Regions from separate parts of the Macaca mulatta genome. Here region 2 is linked to region 1. The links are chromatin contacts, called in public Hi-C maps. All regions are on one chromosome and are shown on one strand. Each heading gives the region's core, a stretch centred on a gene start, on an enhancer-like site or on the middle of the called end of the contact. The rest is flanking DNA. Distances are from core to core; before and after follow the strand shown.

Region 1 (5,344 bases), core at 2,415-4,914:
AGGCAGCGTCTTAGACGCGAGACGGAGGCCATGGCGAGAATCCAGCTTTGACCTTTATTCAAGAGACCAGATGGGTTGCCCCAGGATCCGGCTGCCAGCCCTGAGGCCAAGCACGGCTGGAGACCCACGACCTGGTCTGCCGTTGCCCTGAGCTGCAGCCTCAGCCCCAGGATCCTGCTCACAGCCACCGCTGATGCAGGCAGGAAGCAGCCCTGGGGGATTGGACGCTGCTATTGATTCATTAAAAAAAAAAAAAAAGAAAAATACACCAAGGCTCCATGTTCCCCGTGACAGGTGGGCCTGAGGGGCCGGGGTGACCCCCCCCAGCATGGCAGCATGATTTCTGTACAATCCATCCATCATCTGGGGCACAGGCGCGGGGCGTAGGGGCTATTTCTTGGCTTTGGCGGAATTGCGGGGTGGGGTGATGGGCCGGCCTCCAGGGTTCAGGCCACTGAACTGCCCGTACTTCCCCTTGTTCTTGTCGGCGGGCTTGAGGATCTAAAAGAGACAGGGTTGGTCAGGCTCATGGGGCTGAGCCACGGGGCCTAGTAGCTCCTTTCTTCCCCATACTCACCTGGAAGGAGCACATGAGGGTCTCGTCCACGCTCATCATGGCGCCAGCATTGTCAAACTCGCCACAGTAGTTGGGAGCTGAGAAAAGTGTCACCAGCTGCCGCTTGGCAAAGAACTCATAGCCATCTTCTACCACCTGGGTGAGGATCGGAGCAGTCAGTCCCAAGTGCAGGCAAGTCCCTCCCCTTCCCCCGCCACAGACGGGAGCCACCAGCCCACCTGGTGTGCTCGGCAGATGAGGTCCAAGTCATGCTTGTGGAGGAACTTGGCCACCACCTCGGCTCCAAAGGTAAAAGAGACGCCACGGTCGTTCTCGCCCCAGCCCTGCACGTCCTTGTCAGGGTCAGACCACAGCAGGTCACACAGCAGGCCCTGGTCAGGCACGTCTGTGGGCCGCATGATCCGCCGAATCTGCTCCATGGACTGCAGGTCCGGGGAGAGGCCTGGAGGGCCAGAAGGAAGGTCACTTCCTCAAACAAGGACATCCTTCCTCCAGGAAGCCTTGGCCAGTGAGCCTCACCTTTTCCACCACCCTCCTGGTCCCTCCACTGGTCTCCTGGGTGCCTAGGCAGGCAGAAGCCATCCCCTTCCCCTCAGCTTTTTCAAGTTCCCAAACAGGCACAAAGGCGCCCCTGGCCTCCGGAGCACAGAGCTCCTGGGAGAAAGGAGACAAGCCCGCCCCATGTAGGATGCACATCAAGGAAGTGAGTGCAGCCCAGCACAGGGGGGTATGGGAGACACTTCCTGAAAGGAGTGACTTCCCAGATGACAACTAAGGAGAGCTCACCTCCGTGGCAGCAAAAGATCTTTTCGTCCACTATGGCCGCAATGGGCAGGCAGTTGAAGCAGTCAGTGAACGTTTTCCACAGTTTGATGTTGTAGCGTCTCTTGCCTGCCCAGAGGGAGGTAGCTGTGAGGGGTCTGCCTGCTCCACCCTTAGCCGGGGTCTCTGGGCTATTCAGCCGCAGATGGGAGAGAGTCAGGCACCAATGCAAACCACCCCCACCCCTGCCGCCTGTCAGCCTTCCAGGAGTAATTCTAGTTACTTTTTATTTTAATTTGTAATTTAAACAAACAGGATCTGGGCAGGGCATGGTGGCTCACACCTGTAATCCCAGCACTTTGGGAGGCTGAAGCAGGCAGATCACCTGAGGTCAGAAGTTCAAGACCAGCCTGACCAACATGGAGAAACCCTGTCTCTACTAAAATACAAAAAAATTAGCCAGGCGTGGTGTCGCATGCCTGTAATCCCAGCTACTCGGGAGGCTGAGGCAGGAGAATCGCTTGAACCCGGGAGATGGAGGTTGTAGTGAACTGAGATCACACCACTGCACTCCAGCCTGGGCAACAAGAGCGAAACTCCGTCTCAAAAAAGTAAAGAAACAGGGTCTTGTTCAGTCACCCAGGCTGGAGTGCAGTGGCAAGATCATAGCTCACTGTAACTTGGAGCTTCTGAGTCCAAGTGATCTTCCCGCCTCAGCCTCCCACCAGAAGTAATTCTAAAGCACCCGAGTCCACTGGAAACTGAGTTCCAATCTGGACCAGCCTCAGGGTTGGCACTCCTTGCACGCCCCGGCCCACGAGCCGGGCCAAGTACAGGTCTGGTTTATCTCAGCTTCTGGACAGCAGAGCTCATCTGCAAACATCCTAAATGCTTAGTAGCAAATGTAGAGGGAACGTCACCAGGCAGGGCCCTGGGGGAAAGCACTAGAATACGGACAGTCCTTCAGTCAGCAACCATTCCCCAGACCCCATGCCAGGAGGGGCAGGGCAGGCACAAGAACGGACCTGGGCCCTGCCTTCGTGGAGTGCACAGTCTAGCAAGTGTCTGTCAGATATCAGGCCAATGTGAAGGTCCCACTGAATGACAAGGAGTGTGGTTCAGGACCCGGGCAGCCCCAGACGCTCAGACCACTCACACTCATCGTAGAAACCGTAGATGCGGTTGATGCTGGCGCACTCGTGGTTCCCACGGAGCAGGAAGAAGTTCTCGGGGTACTTGATCTTATAGGCCAGCAGCAGGCAGATGGTCTCCAAGGACTGCTTGCCCCTGTCCACATAGTCCCCCAGAAAGAGGTAGTTGCTCTCCGGAGGGAAACCGCCATACTCAAATAGTCGCAGAAGGTCATAGTACTGGCCGTGTATATCACCTGTGACCCAGGGAATCGGGTAAGCTAGATGCAGGGTCTAGACCTGAACCCAGGACCAGGACTGGGCTCAAGGGAGGAGGACTCCAGGAACTCTGTGGGGGCCAGTGCCACTTTCAGGAAAGCAAGGGGACCTGGGTCGGGGGGCTCACCGCAGATCTTGAGGGGTGCCTCCAGCTCCAGAAGAATGGGCTGGCTCAGGAAAATCTCCCGGGATTTCAGGCACAGGCCGCGGATCTCGTTCTCTGTCAGCTGTACATTCTTGCCAGGCCGCGAGCCCTGCACTGGGGGCGCAATGGGGTGTCAAGACCCGGGACCCTGACAGGTGGAGGGTGGGCGACACGGGTGGCCCCATGGATACCTCCGGGGGCGCCTAGGCCTCCTCGGCCGCTCCTTGCCCGCAGGCAGCTGTTGCTGCTGAGCCTCCCGGGACCTCGGCCTCAAGCCTCCCAAGGGAAGCCCCCAACTACCCTCAGCGCCTCGGGAGGCGACTGTCGTGCGCAGGGGGCTGCCACCCAAACACCTCACAGCGCAGGACCCCTTCCTGGACCGGGCTTCCCGGGTTTCTCCCTCGCCTCAAGAACCCAGGCAACCCGTGCGCCCCCGGCCCGGGAGAGGGGGCTGCTCCGCGCGTCGGAGCGGGCCCAGGACCTCTCAGGCGCGTCCGCGGGGGGGCGGCTGCGGCCACCGAACCTCGCGGCCCGTCCCCGCCCAGTCTAAGCTGGCCCCGGGGGCCCGCCCGCGCGCCACTTCCGGGCCCGGCAGGGGGCCCGGGAGCGGCGGACGCAGGCCTCCCCCGCCGCGACCAACCTTCTAGCAGGCGCCCGATGATCGAGTCAAGGTTGAGCTTCTCGCTATCGGACATGGCGGCGCCGCCGCTCCAGCCCAGCAGCTCCGGGCCCGCTCCTGCCTCCCGCCCTCCGGCAGCCTCCTTCCGGCCTGGCTCTCCTTCCGCCCGCCCCAGTCCGCCCCCGGCCCGCGGCCCCGCCTCCGGGCCTCCCGGGCCCGCCCCGCCCGGTCCCCCGCGCTCTAGCGCCCCCGCTGGACGTGAAGCGCCGCGGCCTGGGGGGCGGGGCCTTGGCGGCGGGGTCTGTCGGGGGCGCGTCCAACTGGTTACGCCCCAGAGGAGGCGCCCAGCCCGGTTCAGAGGATGTGGGGCCGGAAGAACTGTGGAAGTTGTTTTTCTCTTTCAAAAGCAGAACAGCCGTTCCCACCCCTGCCCTGGGTGGAGGGTGTTGTGAATATATTAATAACCGGCTGCTAGGCACTGAGGGTTAACTGCTCGAAGTGCAGGAAAGGAAACTGAGGCTCAAGAGATATGAACAGACTGGTGCAAGACCTGGACCTCGCATTCACGTACGACCCCCTTTTTCGTGGGTCTCCGTGGCCCCCAGGCGGCTGACCACACTCAAAGACAGCTACGGCTGAACTTCCAGCGCACTTTGGTCCTTGGGGCATGATAAATTAATATTTTCTTACAAGTCCCATAATTAGCTTTTATTTATTTATTTTTTTTGAGACAGAGTTTTGCTCTGTCGCCTAAGCTGGAGTGCAGTGGCGCGACTTTGGCTCACTGCAACATTCGCTTCCCAGGTTCAAGGGGTTCTCCTGCCTCAGCCTCTGGAGTAGCTGGGATTGCAGGCGCGCGCCACTGCGCCTGGTTTTTGTGTGTTTAGCAGAGGTGGGGTTTCGCCATATTGGCCCGGCTGGTCTTGAACTCCTAACCTCAAGTGATCCACTGGCCTCGACCTCCCAAAGTCCTGGGGGGGTTACAGGCGTGAGCCAACAAGCCTGGCCCCATAATTAGCTTTTGAGTAGCACAGTAATATTGCAGGGTGTGCACGTAAAAAGAATTACTATATGAGCAGACATGGCTGGGTGCAGTGGCTCACGCCTGTAATTCCAGCGCTTTGGGAGGCTGAGGTGGGAGGATCGTTTGAGGTCAGGAGTTCAAGACCAGCCTGGCCAACATGGTGAAACCCCATCTCTCTAAAAATACAAAAAGTTAGCTGGGCATGATGGCAGCCGCCTGTAATCTCAGCTATTGGGGAGGCTGAGGCAGGAGAATCACTTGAACCTGGGAGGCGGAGGTTGCAGTGGGCCAAGGCCCATTGCACCCCCTAGCCGAGGTGACAGTGTGAGACTCTGTCTCAAAGGAGCAGACGATAAATTAACCTTAATTCTTGTTGGAACCCTGAGTTGGGTGCTTTACATGCCAGTAACCTCAGAACTGGAGGTGGGCCTGCTGTGGCGGCTTAGGCCTGTAATTCCAGCACTTTGGGAGGCTGAGGTGGGATGGTCTCTTGCGTCCAGCCTGGGCAACACGGCGAAACCTCATCTCAACAAAAAAATACAAAAATTAGCTGGGCATGGTGGTGCACGCCTGCAGTCCCAGCTACTAGGGAGGCTGAGGCAGGAGGATCTCTTGAGACCAGGAGGTGGGGGTTGCAGTGAGCCCAGATCCTGCCATTACACTCCAGCCTGGGTGACAGAGCATGACCCTCAAGAAACAAACACAAAGGCCAGGCGCGGTGGTTCATGCCTGTAATCCCAGCACTTTGGGAGGCAGAGGTGGGTAGATCACCTGAGGTCAGGAGTTTGAGACCAGCCTGGCCAATGTG
Region 2 (5,249 bases), core at 1,017-3,516, 83 kb after region 1:
CACTGCAACCTGGGCGACAGAGCGAGACTCTATCTCAAAAAAAAAAAAGTTTTATATCTATATCTATTAGTAAAATAGATGTATTTTTGTCTTATCTTGTGGTGTACTTACCTATTTTATTTAAGAAGATTAAACTAGCCTCATGTCTGTATAAGACTACTTGTTGCTTCAGCATTTGGTAGAACTTGGCCGGGTGCGATGGCTCACGTCTGTAATCCCAGCACTTTGGGAGGCCTAGGTGGGCGGATCACGAGGTCAAGAGATCTAGACCATCCTGGCCAACATGGTGAAACCCCGTCTCTACTAAAAATACAAAAATTAGCTGGGCGTGGTGGCACCCCTGTAGTCCAGCTACTCGGGAGGCTGAAGCACGAGAATCGCTTGAACCTGGGAGGTGGAGGTTGCAGTGCGCTGAGATTGTGCCACTGCACTCCAGCCTGGGTGACAGAGTGAGACTCCATCTTAAAACAACAACATTTGGTAGAACTTACCGGTAAAGTTTCTGTGTTGGTAGAAACAAACACTTTTCCCTTTCACCACAGAGGTCCTGTCAGAGGACCTCTTGGGAAATTAACCAGTACAAATATGTGAAGTGGCTGGGCACTGTGGCTCACACCTGTAATCCCATTGGTTTGGAAGGGTGAGGTGGGAGGGTCGCTGGAGGCCAGGATTTTGAGACCAGCATCATAGTGACTCCATCTCTACAAAAAATTTTTTTAAAAAATTATCTGGGTGTGGTGGCACGGGCCTGTGGTCCCAGCTACTCTGGAAGCTGAGGCAGGAGGGTCTTTTGAACCCAGGAGGTGGAGGCTGCAGTGAACAGTGATTTTACCACTGCACTCCAGCCTGGGGGACAAAGTGAGACCCTGTCTCTAAAGAAAAAATAACTAAGTAAATACATACATAAATAAATATGCATGTGAAGCCTTTAGCGCCTGGGTCGCATTAGAAAGACAATACTCCTTTACAGCGACGATGATGGTGATGACTGGAGGAGGGAGTGCAGAAAGCCCATGCCCCGCCTGTACTGGATTTGCTAAACCTCAGAAAAGGGAAGACGCTTACTGCTGTCATTCACGGCCAGTTTCTAAAGGCGCACAGAAGCGTTGTTTTAGGGCTGGGCGCGGGGGCTCAGGCCTGTAATCCCAGCACTTCAGGAGGCCGAGGAGGGTGGATCACGAGTCTAGGAGTTCAAGACCAGCCTGCGCCAGATGTTGAAACCCCATCTCTACTGAAAATACAAAAATTAGCCGGGCGTGGCAGCATGCCTGTAGTTCCAGCTATGCGGGAGGCTGAGGCAAGGAATTGCTTGAACCCGGGAGGCAGAGGTTGCAGTGAGCTGAGATCGCGCCACTGCACTCCAGCGTGGGTGACAGAGCGAGACTCAGTCTCAAAAAAAGAAAAAAAAGTTGTTTTAGCCCCAAAGTACCTCACTTCTCTTTTTTTTTGTTTAATTTTATTTTTTGTTTTGTTGAGACAGCATCTCGCTCTACTCCGTCTCAAAAAAAGAAAAAAAAAAGTTGTTTTAGCCCCAAAGTACCCCACTTCTCTTTTTTCTTTTCTTTTGTTGAATTTATTTTTTTGTTTTGTTTTGAGACAGCATCTCGCTCTGTCAGCTAGCCTGGAGTGCAGTGGCACGAACACGGCCCACTGCAGCCTCGAACTCCCGGGCTCAGGCGATCCTCTAGCCTCGGCCTCCCAAAGTGGTGGGGTTACAGGCATGAGCCACCGCGCCCGGCGCTAAAGCACGTAATTTCTATCATCCATCTATTATTCCCTAATATTAATTGGGCACTACTATGACTCATTTCCGACACCGCAATGGGCCCTCTTGGTCTCCTTGTCCACCTTTCTTTCCCTCTTCCTCTTTTTATTTTTTGAAAGAGAGAGATCCAGGATGCAAGAGTCCCGACAATCATACTAGATATGCGAAAGAAAAAAAGCCGGAAGAAAATACACAAAAATCATAACGCTTTGAGGGTGTGGCTTACGGGTGTTTTTTTTTCTTTTCATTTTCCTAACTCTGCAATGCTGTTATATTACATCCACAACTTCAAACACAGTGCCGCACGGCCGCAGTCCCAATCAATTCAGTGACACAATTGTTAGGGACGTCCTCTTCCCGCCCGGGGGGCGGACCCCGGCCCCGCCTCCTTGACAGGCTCAGGTCCCGCCCCGAGACAGTCCCAGGCTCCGCCCCCGAGCATACGCGCGCGCTCAGTCGCAGCGCAGAGAACCAATCACCAACCATTTCCACGCTCGGTCCCTTTTGGCTTCTGCCCTCAACCAAAATGGCGCTAGCTTGGAAGCTGCCGAGGTTCTAGGAGTTGCCGAAGCAAGTCCGGAAGCTACCGAGCGAGTCCGGAAGTTGCCGAAAGGGAGCAGCGGGGAAGGAGGATGGCGGATATCATCGCAAGACTCCGGGAGGACGGGATCCAAAAACGTGTGATACAGGAAGGCCGAGGAGAGCTCCCCGACTTTCAGGATGGGACCAAGGTTCGTGTCTACCCCTCCCCGCTCCCCCTCTGCGGCGTGGTGCGCATGCGAGGCGGGAGGAGGCCTTAGGCGAGAGGTTGCGCATGCCCAGAGGGCAGCGGCCAGTGACCCTACCGCTCACATGCAGAGCTCGACGCTGATTGGGCTGAATTTAAGTAGGGGTGAATTCGGACCTGTCTGCCCCGCCCCCTGGCTCGGCCTTGTAGCAGCATTGGTGGGGGAAGCCGTCAGTCATCACAAGCGGGTTGGGGTTGGGGGTTGATCTCAGTGCTTGGGCAGACACCACGCTGGAGGAAACCGAGGGCGGGGAGTGGTCCTAGGGCATCTGGATTTCAAGGCTTATGATCCTTTGTAGATGGAAGGGCCTTCCGAAAACACTTAGACCAACTGCCACTCTAAACATCCCGAGGCCCTGGGATGTGCAAAGCCGGAGAAAGGGCCCAGAGGTCAGGTCTCCCAGACAGGGACCCTTTGGCAGTCTTCCTGCTGCACTAGTGGCTTGTTTGGGACAGATGAGGGCTGGGAAGTAAAGAACCTCCCACTTGTCTCCTTTTTACCAGGCCCCCATATCCAGCCCCTCTGCCCCCTTCTCCCCCAACCTACAACTCCAGGCTTCCCTGCTTCTGCAGTTGCCTCCTCCCGGAGTGCTTTTCCAGTTGCTACTTGTCTGCAGAGTAGGAAACTTCCCAGGGGCAGCTCCTGTGCCCAGCAGAGCAGTCAGGCAGGACATGGACATTGAGCAAATGAGCACATGCCGCCTGGCCAGCCCTGTGCTGAATCGGGCAGCTAAGCATCCTAGCCCAGTACAGCATAAGTGCTCTGAGATTAGAGGGGAGCTGCATGGCTGGAGTGATCCGCTATATGAAAAGAGATCTTCTCAGGCCGGGCGCGGTGGCTCAAGCCTGTAATCCCAGCACTTTGGGAGGCCGAGACGGGCGGATCACGAGGTCAGGAGATCAAGACCATCCTGGCTAACACGGTGAAACCCCGTCTCTACTAAAAAAAAATACAAAAAAACTAGCCGGGCGCGGTGGCGGGCGCCTGTAGTCCCAGCTACTCGGGAGGCTGAGGCAGGAGAATGGCGTGAACCCGGGAGGCGGAGCTTGCAGTGAGCTGAGATCCGGCCACTGCACTCCAGCCTGGGCGGCAGAGCGAGACTCCGTCTCAAAAAAAAAAAAAAAAAAAAAAAAAGAAAAGAGATCTTCTCTAAGAAGAGACAGGATGTGTGGTGTGGGTTCATGCCCCCATGTACTGGGTGTTGGTGGTGAAAGAAGGGGCTGGCAAGGAAGATCCTGGATGGAACAGACACCAGAAGGAGAGATGTGAACAATGGCACCCCAAGATCAGGAACAGGTGGTGTTAAATAACCAATCCCCGCACTGATTGAATGCTCACTATTCAAGCATTGTGCTACATGCTTCACACGTTTATTTCCTACTCTGTGAGATAGGTACTGTTGTTGATTCCGTTTTACTGATGCGGAAACTGACTTCAGAGATGCAGCATGGTGCAGTTAAGAGCGTGGGCCAGTCTAACCATATCCTGTCGAGTGTTCAATCTTCAAACCTCTTTACTCCGCACCCACCCCCAGTGTTATCTCTAAAAACTCTCCCTGCCCAGATTACTCCCAGATGCAGCTCTCCAGTCATTACTTGTCTCTTAAACCTGACATACAGCTCTCTACTCACCATCTCCACCTGGAAGCCTGGTTGGCCACTCACACTTAACCTGCTCCACCTGAGGCTTCTCCGTGTCAGTTAGGGGAACCAACAACCTTCTCATTGTTCAGGGCAAAAACCTTAGTGTCTCTGTGGTCCTCCCAGTCTCGCATCCCACATCACATCCTCAATATCCAACCAGGATCTGAGTTCTCACCATTTCTGCCATCAGTGCTTGGGTCCAAGCCATCCTCATCTCCTGCCTGGGTTACTGCAGCAAACTAACTCTCCTCCTGCCTTTTTTGTCCCTCTGTGGTCTGTTCTTGTCCCAGCAGCAGAACCTATGCCAGATTCAATTCCTTTTCTGCTTGGAGCCACTCAGTGGCTTCCATCTCAGAGTAAAAAACAGAGGCCTCACCATAGCCTACAGGCCCTGTGAGGTCCACCCCTACTGACTTGGGTGAGCTCCCCTGCTGACCCCGTAGTGTACCCTGCCCCCTCCTTCACTCTGCTCCTCCATACTGGCCTTGCTGCTGTTGAACACATCATGCGTTTGAAAGGGGAAGTTCCCTTGTGCCCCTCGCAGGACGTGTGATGGGGAGTGGCTCGCCTCTTCAGTGCCCCGCTGCTCAAACCTCTGGGGAAGCATACAGATGGGCAGGCTGTGGGGCTCCGACCTCATGGCAGTGTCTCGGGGTGAATGTTTACAATTCTGTGTGTTCTAGGGTGCTCTTTTAGTTTGTGTATAGGCGGCTTATGTTAACCAGCTCAATTAGACCCCCTTCCTTATCACAAGGACAGAGGGCTTTCTGTAGCCTGGGGATTCTTGCCTTGATGTATCGGAGAATTAGATCACATGTGGGCTTGGAGAATGATTGCAAAGTGTTTTTCCGAGACAGAGTTTCACTCCTGTTGCCCAGGCTGGAGTGCAATGGCGCAATCTCGGCTCACTGCAACCTCTGCCTTCCAGGTTCAAGCAATTCTCCTGCCTCAGCCTCCCAAGTAGCTGAGATTACAGTTGCCCGACATCAGGCCCGGCTAAATTTTTTTAATGTTTTTAGTAGAGACAGGCTTTCACCATTTTGGCCAAGTTGG

What was found. A called contact is a pair of places that touch in the nucleus more often than the background predicts.
Region 2: a contact with region 1 is called in a Hi-C map of blood, with 3 times the contacts expected there. The contact joins the promoter of AIP here to the promoter of PPP1CA in region 1. A contact is called at or near these places in 2 of 14 Hi-C or Micro-C datasets (CD4 T cells and blood).

Annotation. Positions count from the first base shown.
Region 1 is chr14:6,981,691-6,987,034 of T2T-MMU8v2.0, reverse strand. It overlaps PPP1CA (protein phosphatase 1 catalytic subunit alpha), which reads right to left and starts at 3,664. Exons shown (of 6, transcript XM_077962064.1): 1 at 3,534-3,664; 2 at 2,496-2,726; 3 at 1,364-1,468; 4 at 796-1,019; 5 at 578-712; 6 at 36-501. The coding sequence starts at 3,588. The coding sequence ends at 391. RAD9A (RAD9 checkpoint clamp component A) reads left to right here. Exons shown (of 10, transcript XR_013403509.1): 10 at 1-266. It also overlaps a transcript of TBC1D10C not described here.
Region 2 is chr14:6,897,405-6,902,653 of T2T-MMU8v2.0, reverse strand. AIP (aryl hydrocarbon receptor interacting protein) reads left to right here and starts at 2,266. Exons shown (of 6, transcript NM_001194313.1): 1 at 2,266-2,496. The coding sequence starts at 2,398.